Linked DNA regions of Mus musculus: regions 1 and 2 are each linked to region 3. Evidence: chromatin contacts called from public Hi-C and HiChIP or PLAC-seq data. All regions are on one chromosome and are shown on one strand. Each heading gives the region's core, a stretch centred on a gene start, on an enhancer-like site or on the middle of the called end of the contact. The rest is flanking DNA. Distances are from core to core; before and after follow the strand shown.

The links. A called contact is a pair of places that touch in the nucleus more often than the background predicts. HiChIP or PLAC-seq counts read pairs in DNA pulled down with a chosen protein or histone mark.
Region 1: an H3K4me3 HiChIP or PLAC-seq map of bone marrow-derived macrophages shows a contact between it and region 3, with 4 times the contacts expected there. The contact joins the enhancer-like site here to the promoter of Mybbp1a in region 3. A contact is called at or near these places in 1 of 39 promoter capture datasets (hippocampal neurons), 4 of 115 datasets of contacts at active chromatin or transcription factors (acute myeloid leukemia, bone marrow-derived macrophages and extraembryonic endoderm stem cells) and 3 of 9 other capture datasets (adipose tissue, liver and pancreatic islet).
Region 2: a contact with region 3 is called in a Hi-C map of embryonic stem cells, with 2.1 times the contacts expected there. The contact joins the promoter of Pitpnm3 here to the promoter of Mybbp1a in region 3. A contact is called at or near these places in 2 of 484 Hi-C or Micro-C datasets (both in embryonic stem cells), 1 of 115 datasets of contacts at active chromatin or transcription factors (embryonic stem cells) and 1 of 9 other capture datasets (adipose tissue).

Annotation. Positions count from the first base shown.
Region 1 is chr11:72,749,410-72,753,502 of GRCm38.p6, reverse strand. It overlaps Ankfy1 (ankyrin repeat and FYVE domain containing 1), which reads right to left. Exons shown (of 25, transcript NM_009671.5): 12 at 3,975-4,093; 13 at 3,325-3,423; 14 at 2,949-3,102; 15 at 1,270-1,438. Among named protein-coding and RNA genes, the nearest start is that of Gm46287, 13 kb to the left of the region's middle. Within about 2 kb of position 1,297, at least 46 of the 459 cell types and tissues checked have an H3K27ac peak or open chromatin away from gene starts, as enhancers often do. A contact at or near this core is called in bone marrow-derived macrophages, where this site is marked.
Region 2 is chr11:72,134,414-72,138,763 of GRCm38.p6, reverse strand. Pitpnm3 (PITPNM family member 3) reads left to right here and starts at 2,875. Exons shown (of 20, transcript NM_001024927.2): 1 at 2,875-3,110. The coding sequence starts at 3,089.
Region 3 is chr11:72,439,385-72,443,733 of GRCm38.p6, reverse strand. It overlaps Mybbp1a (MYB binding protein (P160) 1a), which reads right to left and starts at 2,407. Exons shown (of 26, transcript NM_016776.3): 1 at 2,159-2,407; 2 at 1,961-2,056; 3 at 1,251-1,334; 4 at 1,090-1,164; 5 at 881-988; 6 at 83-258. The coding sequence starts at 2,350.

The DNA of each region.
Region 1 (4,093 bases), core at 48-2,547, 310 kb before region 3:
AACAAGTAACTGATATCATTATTATAAACACTCATTAGTATTATAAACCTTGATTAAAATCTCCTCTTTGAGAGCTGAAGAGATGATTTAATGATTAGGAGCACTGGCTGATCTTCTAGATGACCCAGGTTTGATTCTCCATCCCCACACTGTAATTCACAAATTTGTTAGTTCTAATTCCAGGGGATCTGATGCCCACATTTTGGCCTCCATGAGCACCAGGAATGCACATAGTGCACAGATGTACATGCAGGCAAAATACCATCCACATAAAAATTAAATATAATCTGCTCTTTGTAAATTCTTACACTAGGTCCTAGGGGTATGTTTTTCAGAAATAGACATTAGTGCCTCTACAGGTGGGTTCTACTCAGGACAGTTCCTGTGACTTTGTGTACTCCAAAGTCCCTCAGCAAAGCACACCTGAAATTAATAGGCAATCCCTCAAAACAGTTTTAATAAACACGTCAGGCTAAATGGCTCAGTGTCATACTTCAGGCCCTCAGAGTGATAAATGAGAAACCCCAGGTTTACCTCTCCTTTAGATCTGTTTTGTCAACAATACAGACAAACCCAAAATTTGGGGATTTATTAATATGGTGATAATAACAGCAGCAAATCAAGCCCCCACCAGGAAGGAGACGCCTGAGGCAATCCCCCTCCTCTAGCACTCCTTTCTGTAGTCTCTTAAAGACAGCTCACACAAAGTGCTGGCCGCACCAACATGAATCTCACACTGCCTTCCCTCTCACCCTATACAGAGCCCTATTATATAGCCCTAGCTAGTCTGAAACTTGCTTTGTAGACTAGGCTGATCTTGAACTCAGAGATGCCACTGCCTTACCTGCCCAGTACTGGAATTAAGGTGACTACAATCCATGCCTCACTGAACCTCTAACTTCTTTAGACTTATTCTATTTTTATGCATATGCACACTTTTCCTGCATGCATGTCTGCACACCCATATGCACGCCTGGAGCCTGCTTAAGTCAGAAGAGAGCATCATATTCCCTAAATTGGAGTTATGATTGCAAACCCCCATGTGGGTGCTGGAAGTCAACTCTGGATCCTTTGCAACAAGTGCCTTCATCTATCTCAAGCCCTATAATCTTGGACTTCCTTCATAACATAATTTTCCACTGCTTGTCCTTGACTTGGATTTGTTGCTTGGCTGACCTTTTGCTTCTGTAATGCTACACAGGCAACCAATCCATATTTGACACAACATACCCTCATCTGTAAGCAGAGGCTCTGTTTTGCATGACTCACCAGAGTGGAAGCAATGTCCTCCAGATTACTTGCCAAGGCAAGCCACAGTGGTGGGTTCCCTTTTTCATCTGGCACAGACATGTCAGCTCCTCGAGTACATATGGCATCAACCACTAGTGGGAGCTGATGTTTGATGGCCAGCTGGAGGGCAGTCTCCCCGTCCTGAGTCCTATGAAGGAAGACATAATCACCACAATTAAAACCAGTGCTTCTAATGGCAGCCAAAGAAAGCAGCACCAGCACCCTACAGGTCTGCCAAGCCTACATGCCTCTGGGTCCATTACACCCACTTCAGTTAGTCTCTAGAATGCTCTCAAGAAAATCAAACCTGCTGGCTGTTGTTTTTACTGAGCTGTTTTAAGAAAATGAAACCATGTCTCTCTATTGTACTCTAGAAAGCAAACAAACAGAGCTAGAGATACAGCTTGGCTGTAGGGTGTTTGTCTAATATACATGAAGCCCTGGCTTGATCCCCAGCATACAATGGGTGCAATCTTAGCACTTGAGAGAAGTGGGGAGGAAGATCAGAAATTTAAAGTTATCCTTAGAGAGTTGGGAATCTGGTATACACAAGAATGTCTCAAAAACCAAACAAACAAAACAAAAACCAACCAAACAAACAAACAAAACCCCCACACTTCATTCCCCCCACTCTGTAATTCAGGATCATTTAACACTGGAAATTCAGAAAGGATCCTGTGAATACACAAAGATAAAAGTCTGAGGCTGGAAAGATGGCTCAGCGGATCTGTTAACCTAGCCTGACACCTGAGTTTGATCATCAGAACACATGTGGAGAAATAATAGACTCCCCCACAAGCCCTCTGACCTCTACAACACACTGAAGAACATGTGGATACATCGCACATGTGCTACGTAAATATTTAAATTTAAAACCTAAAGCCTTTTTTTCCTTTAAGCCTGCTTGTAGTTTAGTTGTTTAGTTATTGGAGTGTTCTTTGTTGCAACTGACATTTATTAAAGGTTGATTTTTGGACCATCCTTTATAACAAGATTTGTGTGATTTTGTGCACTGGCCCTGACAGTTACCGAGAAGGACAGAGTACAGTTGGTTATGGCTGTACATGTCCACAGATCATACCTATAACCCGTGTCTGCACTTTTTATAACAGAACATGAAGTAGGGACTGAACCTGGAGCATTAAAGGTGTCTGACAAGTGCCCTATCATTGAGCTACCCCATCATCTTGTTTCTGTATGCCACCTGCTTTGAGGTCCTGGGACAGAATACAGGGGTCAGAGCTCTCTACTTAAGTGCTATGTTCCTAGCCTCTTTATTGTTTGCTTTTAGGGACAGGGTTTCACTATAGACCAGGCTGGCCTTGCACTCCCAGAGGCTTGTTTGCCTTTTCCTCCAGAGTGCTGGGATTAAAGGTGTACACTACCATGCTCGGTTCTTAGCTCTTCTTAAATTTTTCATTTTGAAACACTTTTTCTACCTTGCAATCTCCTTCTGCCTTAGTCCCCTAAGAAGATGACATTATAGGCGTGCATCCAGTCCTGACTTCACTTGGACAGCCTGGGTGCCACTGTTTTTCCTTTTTTATGTAACCAGATTAAAAAAAAATTTTTTTTCCCCTCTAAGATCTAGGCTCTGACTCTGAAGCATCCCCATTACATATGACCTGGAGTTATGAGAGAGCACGCCACCGTCCTACCTGACATTTATATCAGCTTGGTGCTCCAGTAGGAAGAGAGCGCTCTTGCTGTCCTGCCGCTGTATGGCCATGTGCAGCAATGTCTGTCCATCTGACATGGTGTCATTGATAGAGGCTCCGGAGCCCAGCAGCTGGGCAGCGATTGTGTGCATGCCTGGGAAACAAAGAAGCCCCAGCCCATGCATTACCATCTTTTCCTGTTCCCCTGACGACAAACAGACCCTCGACGCTTCTCCAAGACAGCGCTTTTCCAGTGAACGTAACAGGCAGAAAGTTCTTTTACAACAAAATGATTAGTCCCACCACTTCCTCCTTCCCACTCTAGTCTATCCATCTACTTATCTCCTGAAAGGCAACGACATATGACATAGCTTACCAGTCCATAATGCCAGGCCGAGAACAGTTTGGTCTCTGGAATCCTTGAGGCTGAAGTCTGGAATAATTTGTAGGTTGTTGGTGGCATGAAGAGCATTGGCTAAATATTTTTAAAAGAAAAAGAAACTTGATTTCACCATTCTGTGGCTGACAGAGTCACTATTATTTTTTTCTTAATGGAGGTAGAACTTCTTAATGGAGGAAAATGGTCTCACTGGTAGCCCTGGCTGGCCTCCAATTTCTGGAGATCTTCCTGTCTTTGATCCCCTGAGTACTGGGGGTTATAGCCATGAGCCACCGCGCCTGACTCCTTGGGTCACATTTAAGGCATTCTAGAAGCTAAGACTCAGTTATAAACTGATTGACTGGCCAGAATATGATTGCTTTTTAGAGAGAGCCAACAGATATTTCTTGTGGGGAGTAGAGATCCAGAGATGTTACTTTGAAGTAAAATATTTAAGATAAATTAATTTTTTTAAAACTCAAGCATCCGACACACAAGAGTAGACTGTACTCCAGAGACTACAATGTAAGTAACAGCTACAAAACTAGCTGTACACGACTCACAAACAGAATCAACAGCCTCAAGTCAACTGCCCACACACCCACTTCCACAGCTAACAATAGTGGGCATCAGACCCAACTACCTACCTTTCTGCTCTAAGATGACAGAAACCACATCTGGATGGTTATAGGCAATTGCCATGTGCAGTGGTGTTTGTAGGTAGATGCTGTCTGCAGAACTCATTAGGACGGGAGACTCTTTAGGT
Region 2 (4,350 bases), core at 1,626-4,125, 310 kb after region 3:
CAAGTCCAGAAAGAAAATGAGCTGGGCCCTGCCTGCCTGGCTTTCCTTGTGGTCACGCTGGCTCCCAGCTCTTGCTTATTATTCCAAAGACTTGAATACCATTTCTCCGGGACTGGTAGTCAAGCCTAGGGTCTGGCTAGTGAAGGGATCATCCCGACACCAGACCCCCTCTGCCTACCTACCTGGACCACATCTGCGCCTAAGCCTAGTCTGGCCCCTGTTCCTTCTCTCCAGTTATCCAGGTTTTAATATTTGCCTGGGCTGGCTGCAAAGTGGTTGGCCACTATCATGGCAGAAGCACTGTGAACCCAGAGAAGGAAGCCCAGAGACAGTCACAGTCTCATTAGGAGCTGGAGGCCTAGGAGACACCACAGGCTCCAACTCCTCCCTCCACCAGGCAGTGAGGTCAGCTGCTGCAAATTGCTAGTTATTCTTTTCTTCAATTAAGGACAATTCTTCTGATACAGGAAGTTAACTCCCACCAGCTAATCTAACAGCCTTGAGTCCCGATGTGTCTGCTCTGTCTGAAGGCAGGCCAGAGCTGCCTTGACAGTCACTCCAGGTCTGTGCAAAGAAGCTGCCTGAGAGGCCAGGCTGTGCAAGCCCTACTGGGCTCCATGCCCACCTCTCAGGGGAGCCTCACACTGGGAGGGGTTGCAGGGAAGGCATAGAGGGGGAGCCAGGTAGCTTGCTTATAGAATGTGAGATGCTTTGCAAGTACCTATCTGCTTGGCACCTCACCTGTATGGTCCACCCACCCCTTCCCAAGGCCAGTAGTCTAGGATTTGGGATGGACAAACTCAGAGAGGAAAGTCTTAGGGGCTCCTATCACTAGTAAGCAGATATGTTTTCCTGGGTCTGTGTCCATGTGAATATGCACACAGATATTCATATACACATCTACTCATGTACATACATGCACACACACATACACACACACACACACACACACATACACACACATATATACACACACACATACACACACACACAGCTATGCCAGGAAACAGGACTGCTGTCAACCTGTGGTCACTGTTCCTGCTGAGAGCCACAACCTGGGGAGGTACTTAGGCCTAACTGTGTCCCTTCTGTGACAGGTTCATTATGTCTTCTGTAGTCAGTGGTGTCCACTGTCACTACTTATGGACCCACAGACCAGGTGGCCAAATGGAGACATTATACAAACTGCTAAGCTTCTGAAATTCCCAGAGCCTCAGGGAAGTGTAAGAAGGAGGAGACCCAGAGGGACAGAGCTCAGGCCTGAAATGGAATTCTGTAGGACAGTGAATTGTCTTAGCCTGTTTCCTCTGCATAAAGTGGGGTGACACAGTACACCCCAGAGGGTACATCCAGACTTAACAAAAGTTCACACAGAAAGCCACACAGACTGCAGTTCCAATATGGGGGAGCACTCCAGAGTTAGAGGTAGAAAGGTGGTATCCGTGCCCTCCCTGCTAGTAGCCAGTGGCCTGAGATGGTGAACAGCTTTGGATCCAGGACTTTGGGGCTTCTGAACTTCCATGTCTACAAGATGTGTTGCTGTCCCACTCTGGAGTCCTTGGGACTAAAGGGTTTTTTGAGAGGTGAGACAGTCATAGCTAAAACTAAGATGGAGAATCTTTGTCAAAGCATGCTAGCTAGCTGTCGTGAGTGAAGGCACGTTGTTCGGTCTGCACAGAGGACCCTAGGAAAGCCTGGTTTGGTAGATGAGGCATCAGAAAGCAGGGAGAGGTCCATGAGTAGGCGATACAGACTTCCTTTCGCTGAGGTGAAGAACTTTGTTGCTGCTAGCTCTGTGCAAAAGTTTCGGGAAGACTCTTGCCTGAGGCTGAGCCTTTGATAGACTAAAGAGGGAGTGTAAGGCTGATTAACCTGGATAGGCTGAAGGAGTCAAAGCCCAGAAATGGGTGTGTCCCGTAGAGGCCCCTTGTGTGCTTTGTTTCTATGGGGCAGTGGATGGGGCACTTAAGTCCTGGCTGGCCTAGGGGTGGAACTGTCTAGTGCCCAGTGTGGGTGCTTGGCTGCAGACTGTGGGAGAAAAACAGGCTTCAGGGAAGGCCCAACAGTCCTCTAAGGAGCCTAGCCCTCACCCTAACCGTCAGCAGGGAGGAAGTGGCCTCGCCTGGAACTGAGCTAGGGAGCCGACTGCTCTCTCCAGGACCCTACCTTCTAGGCCCCATCTAAAACGACTGACCATCTCCTGTGGATCCCCTGACTGCAGTGGGCAGAAACCACAATTTAAATGTCTCAGGAGGCCCGCTAATTAGAATGTCAGCACTTCTGTGAGAAAGTGTTAGGGGGACACACTGCTTTCTGCCAGGCTCCCCACAAACTCTGCTTAGCGTTTACTGGCAGGTGGGGTTTGCAGGTTTAACGGATCCTTTAGTGCTAAAGGACAAAAGCTTTCCTCTCTTGAGACTAGAGCAGATGCAGGCATCCAGCATCCCTGGAGTTGGGAGCTGATGGAGAAGTCCCCTCTCATCTCTGCGAGACTTCGTTCTAGGTTTCTCAGTCTCCTGGGTCCTGGTCTTCCTTGCTCTCCCTGTCCTCACAGACTCTAGCCAGCTCCGATTTCCTTGAATTTCTCTCTCTCCCAAGGGTGTTTCTGCCCTAGGAGCGCCTCTTTCTGGTGCCTTGTCTCAGGGTCACTGCGCCCCAGGCTCGCAGTCCATGTCTTCATCCCTGCCTGGCCCGCAGCGTCTCCGAGCTGTAATCCGGAGTCTGTCTACGTCTGTCTTTCAGCGAGGGTCGGGGTCTCAGTGGCCGCAATCAGTGGGCTGCGCCTCCCGCGCGCTGCGGTGGCCGCGCGGCTCCGGGCGGGGGTGCGGGCCCGCGGGGGCGGTGTCGGGCGCCTTCCGTCGTCAGTCCCTCCCCGGCGGCGCGGAGGGGGGGCGGCGCGGTCGCCGCTCGGCTCCTTTAAGGGAGCGGGAGGGAGCGGCGAGGCGGCGGCGGTTGCGGTGGAGGCGGCCGAGCGAGCGGGGCGGGGGCGCGGGGCGCGGCGCCCGGAGAGTCCGCTCCGGCCGAAGGCGCCGGGGCCCGGCCGGGAGCGAGCAGCGCCGGCAGCACAGCGGAGCCCGCCGCCCGGGACATGGCCAAGGCGGGCAGCGCAGGTGAGCGCGGCGCGGGGCGCTCGGCGGGTGGCGGGAGGGATCGCTCGGCCCAGGTGAGCCCCCCAACCAGGTGGGCGGAGGCACAGTGACCGCGGCGACCCGCCCGGACCCCGGGGCGTGCATAAGGGGCTCCGCGCGCCCTGCGTCCTTCCCGCGCCCCCAGTCACCTCGTGGGACACCGCATCCCGCTTGCCCCGCTGCACTGGGTCAGGTCCACGGCTCCTCAGTCCAGTCGGCAGTTCGGAGCTGTCGCTGCCCTCCGGGAGACCGGGGGAGTAGACCCCGGCACCGGAACCCAAAGGGGATGTCCCGCGGTCGCTGATCCATCCCACGCCCCAACAAACCAGGACGCGCCCCCTTGTCCTGTCACTCTCTATCTTGGATGCGACAGTCCCCCGCCCCTGCCACCAGCTGGGTTAAGAGACCCAGATTACTGGTCCCGTCGCTGGAGGGGTACACTATGGCTGGGGAGCCTCCCCGCCTCCCACCTGACCCAGAGGCAGAGCCTCAGGTGCCGGGCTAGGCAGGCGGGGCCTCTGTTGGGGTCCCATGGGCTCGGCTCTCCTGCAAGCTCAGAGCTGTAGCCCAAGGATCCCAGGGAGTAGGTGTTAGTCGTCCCTTCATTCATCCAGTCAGGCGTTCATTCACCAGCATCTGCTCTGATGTCAGGCCCTGTGAGTTGGTTAGGACCTGGAGGGGACCAGGTTTAGCCCCGGACTCCCCACTCTGTGCCCTGGACCCCTACAGTGCCCTAAAAGGCCAAGTTGAGGAAAGCCAGTGTTCATAGGGCTGGCCACAAATGGATGAGGCTGGTCTCAACAGTCCTGAGCTTGGGAGCTCTGGCGTGTGAGAATCTGCCATGAACTCACTCCCAGCCTGTGACGTTGGCAGGTGCCATGCCATCCCCGTGGGGCCTGGTGTGAACCCCACTTCTCCACCCATAGGCATGGCAAAGATGGAATGAACATGACCACCTGCCCGCACTCTAGATGTGAGTGCCATTGAACTGCCTGCGACCCTGGGACAGGTCCCAATCCTTGGCATGGACTGGCCTTGTGACTCAGGTGTGGCAGAGGAATCCTGTGAGGGAGAGGCTGTTTGTGTGAGACAGCATAAGCAAATGCATCTAAACACCCCCTTTCCCACTTCCCTCCCCTCCCCTCCCGAGGGAGGCACAGTGAGATGACACCAGGAGGCTGGAAAAGGCTCTCTGCTCCCTTCTTTCTCCTGCCTTGGTCCC
Region 3 (4,349 bases), core at 1,158-3,657:
GCAGAGGAGATTCAGTAAACGTTACCCGGAGGACTACAGTGCAGGACACCCCCGTGAGAACCCACTCACAATCTCCTCAAACCTGGGAATATTGTCTTCTGAGAACAGGTCAACCGAGCCCATGAGTGACTCGAGCTTTGTCGGCACCCTCTGCTTAGCCAGGAGGAAGAGCTCCAAGTACTTGGGAGAGCGGAGGATCACTTTCATGTTACCCTTGAGGACCTTTGGCAGGATCTCCTGGAACATGGACTCTGGGACCTGGAGTGGGGGCACAGGTGGAAAGGGTGGGTCTTGTTCTACCCATGGGCTTCGGATACACCACTAGTCAGTCAACTTGCCAAGCAGCAGACCCCAGCACTGTATTGATGACTAACTGGCCTGGGGTCTATATTCAAAACTATACCTCTTTTTGTTTTGTAAGAGGGCTAGCCGGTGTCATATACACAGAGCCCTATGTGGGGAGCTGCAACTTAAATTCTGGTCTGTCTCCATTTGTGCCAAAAGGACAAATCAGGGACAAGACAGTGGCAAATGACTCTAGATACAAACAGACCCAGGCTTGACCAAACCAACTATGGCAAATGTACTCAGATTGCCTTCTACATACTCAGGCATTGACAAGCACTGTTCCAGACCCACACTAGCCACACAAAGGCCACCAGAGAGGGTTATGGAGTATCTGAACTGCCTAACTGAGTGGACATGTGCTGAGACCCTGAAAGACAAGGCAGATTTAAGATAGTTGGTGAGAGAGGAATAACAAACAAACAAACAACCTCCTCATACCAGTTGCATGGTCAAACCATCTGTCCTCATCATGTTCCTACCCAAATCTTTTCAACGTTTCCCAAATCAGACGGCATGACTTGTGATTCTCTACCTCAGAGAGGATGTCCACCAGAGCCTTTATTGGCTGTCCCTGTAAGTGGTTGGGGTGTTGGGACAGGATCTTCAGCAATTGCACGGACTTCATCAGGGCCTCTTTGTCCTGGTATCCACAGAGAGCAAAAGGTGAAGAGCAGGGTCTGTTACCATCTGTTCCCCTCCAGCCCTAAACCAGTCCCTGCGCCCCGTGCCAAAAGCTCTTACCTTCACTAGGCGGCCTGACTGAAAGAGGGCTAGCACTCCAAAAAGGTTTGCAAAGAGACTAGGTCTCATCATTGCCTAGAAAAAGATTGAAAACACAGGTGAAGAGGGTCCCTCCCCATAGCTGTTCAGGAGCAGGTTGTCTGTCTGGGAATCTCACGCACCTTGTTCATGGCTTGTAGGCTGTATTTTTCTTGTATCTGATCCAGGATGTCACACAATGGGATGTCTTCAAAAGACTGCAACAGCTACCAGGCAAGACCAGAAAGAGCTCAGGAGTGGCCCAGGGACAACAAACCAGACCAAGTCCATTTCCCTCCTTCAGCTTTCCCCAATATAATCTCCGTGCTCCTCCCATCCCTCACAAGCGCTACTGCTTTCAAGGGACCACATCTTACATGGCTAAGCCCCACCTCCATCAAGGCTTCAGAAGGCCTAGGCTGCTTCTGTACCTCTTGGGAAAACCCATCCCATCCAAAGATCCTGTTCTGAGTTGCCTTGAGGCTGGTTAGTCTTCATTGCTTTTTGCTGTACAAATTTCTACGTGGTCTGTCATCAGTTGCCTTCCTAACCTGGAGGCGGCTCCCCAACCTTGCAGAAATCAACCTCAAAGTTCACTACTTCCAGTAACTGTAGCTAATACTCTGTAGCTGATAAACGTGTATCAGAAAGAAAACGTGTTCAACTCTTCCACCTGCCTGGACTTTGCTGTACATAGGCCATGTTTTGGCACTTCCTCCCACCCAAGTAAGGATGCCTGTATCCCCTCTGAAGCATCTCGGATTTCTTCTTACCCCGCAGCTTCGGTGCCCCCTACCCTTAGACGCCACCTTTGCCCAGCGAGATCGTGCCCTTGCCAGACACACAGTCTCACCTGTGCCAGCGCCAGGCTGTAGCAGGGCCTAGCGGCTTCTCGGCCCACCCCAAGCCCAGTGATTAGGCGCTTCAGGGCATATTTCATCTCCGAATCCTACGGAACCAAGAACATCCCTCGTGTTCAACAGTGATCTGAAGGGCCCACCCCTCCCCCTTGCATCCAGAGCCACGATGGGCCTGGGCCCCTCCATCATACATTGGGCCTTGTGCGCAAGTACTCCAACAACTTCTCCGTGGCCCGGAGCCGCGTTTCCTGATCCGGTTTCGCAATGTCCCAGAAGAAGTCCAAGAACTCGCGGCTGTGCTCCAGCAGGCTGTGGCGGTCGCTTTGCGCCGCTTCTGCGGGAGTCGCAGGCTCAGCTTTCGTGGGGCTCTTCATCTCCGCCATGCTGAGCCAAACACGTGGGCTCAGAAGACAGTCACTTCCAGGTCAGGTCTCGGCGCCTGCGCACTGGGACGTCCGAGTGAGGGCGGGGCCTAGCAGGTTGGAAGTGGCTTCCGTACGGCCTTGCCTTTCCCTTGTGGCTGTGGGTGGAGCAGAGTGTTCTCACACGCGCGTGTGCTCAGAAACTGATGCTTCGATCTCTTCCTTTAACCTGGAGGAGTTCCTGACGACCGGAGGTGCAAACAAATCCACGAAAAAGCCGTAGTATGATCTCTTCCCAGACCCGGGTCTGCTCGCGATCTAGTCCGAGACATCCGCTATTATTCCGCTTTTATTGTGTGCATCCGAACAAAGCCGCGGCTTCTGTGGACTTCCTTTCTAGTGGGAAGAGATGGTTGATGAACGAGTAGACAAATACATTTTAAATGATAGTTATGAGGAAAATAAGGAATGTAGGGAGCAGAGGGAGCCTTTTAAATGTTAAAAAACGTGAAAACATCGCCTGTTAAAAATTAAAGGGAGGGGCTGGAGAGATGGCTCATCGGTTAAGAGCTCTGACTACTCTTCCAGAGGTCCTGAGTTCAGTTCCCAGCAACCACATGGTGGCTCACAACCATCTGTAATGGGATCCAATCCACTCTTCTGGTGTGTCTGAAGACAGATACAGTGTATTCATAAAAATAAACAGCCGGGAGGTGGTGGCACACGCCTTTAATCCCAGCACTTGGGAGGCAGAGACAGGCGGATTTCTGAGTTTGAGGCCAGCCTGGTCTACAAAGTGAGTTCCAGGACAGCCAAGACTATACAGAGAAACCCTGTCTCGAAAAACCAAAAAAAAAAAAAAAACAAAAAACAAAAAAAAAAATAAAATAAAATAAACAACATTTTCTTAAAAAAAAAAAATTAAAGGGAAGCCGGGCATGGTGGTGCACACCTTTGATCCCAGCACTTGGGAGGCAGAGGCAGGTGGATTTCTGAGTTCAAGGCCAGCCTGGTCTACAAAGTGAGTTCCAGGGCAGCCAGGGCTACACAGAGAAACCCTGTCTCGAAAAACCAAACCAAACCAAAACAAAACAAAACAAAAAAAACCAAAAAACCCAAAACCACACACACACACAAAAACAAAACCAAAAAAAAAATTAAAGGGAAAATTCTATAGATTCTAAGATTCTATTTAAGAGACCATGACAAGACTGACATGTGAGCTGACAGCTGAGGGACAAGATGGGCTCTATTGTCCCCAGGGCAAAAATCTAAGAGCAGGCCAAGGACATTTCTTCTACAGAGGCCACTCATCTCTTACGGGAATGAGGTCAGTAAGGTGAGGAGGAGGACTCAGGTGCCAGGAGCAAGGTTATATAGAACCCAGGGCCAGGCTCAAGGGTTCAGAATTTCTTCAGAGAGTGCAGGGAGGATTTACATCTGATTTACAGTTTTAAAAGGTCAACTGTTAGCTGAGAGCAGCCACAGCCCGTGGCTGTGAGTACCGAGGCAGTGAATTATGCTGGAGTAAGGCCTTGGCTAACCTATGGCAAATGTCAACGTAGGCGATGACCTGGGCCAAAGGAGATGATTTGCTAGAAAGGACACCAGGCTAAAAGCTAAAATCGTTGAATAGATGGTGGAATCATTGCGCCTAGCAATGTTTTGTCTGAGAGAGAAGTGGAGATGGTACAATTAAGAGCTCTGCTAGCTTGGGTTTGGGGATATGGTATGGAAATAGAACACCAGCCAAGCACATCAGTGCTCTAAATTTGATCCCCAAGCCAACAAAACAAAACAATTAGCTGACTGTGTTGGTGATCCTGTAATCCCAGTGCCTGGGCCAGACTGGATTACACAGGGAGACTCTGCCTTAAAAAACAAAATTATAGAGACAAGGGATATGGCGTGTTAGTGAAAAGCACTTACTAAACCGGGCGCGGTGGTGCACGCCTTTAATCCCAGCACTCGGGAGGCAGAGGCAGGCAGATTTCTGAGTTTGAGGCCAGCCTGGTCTACA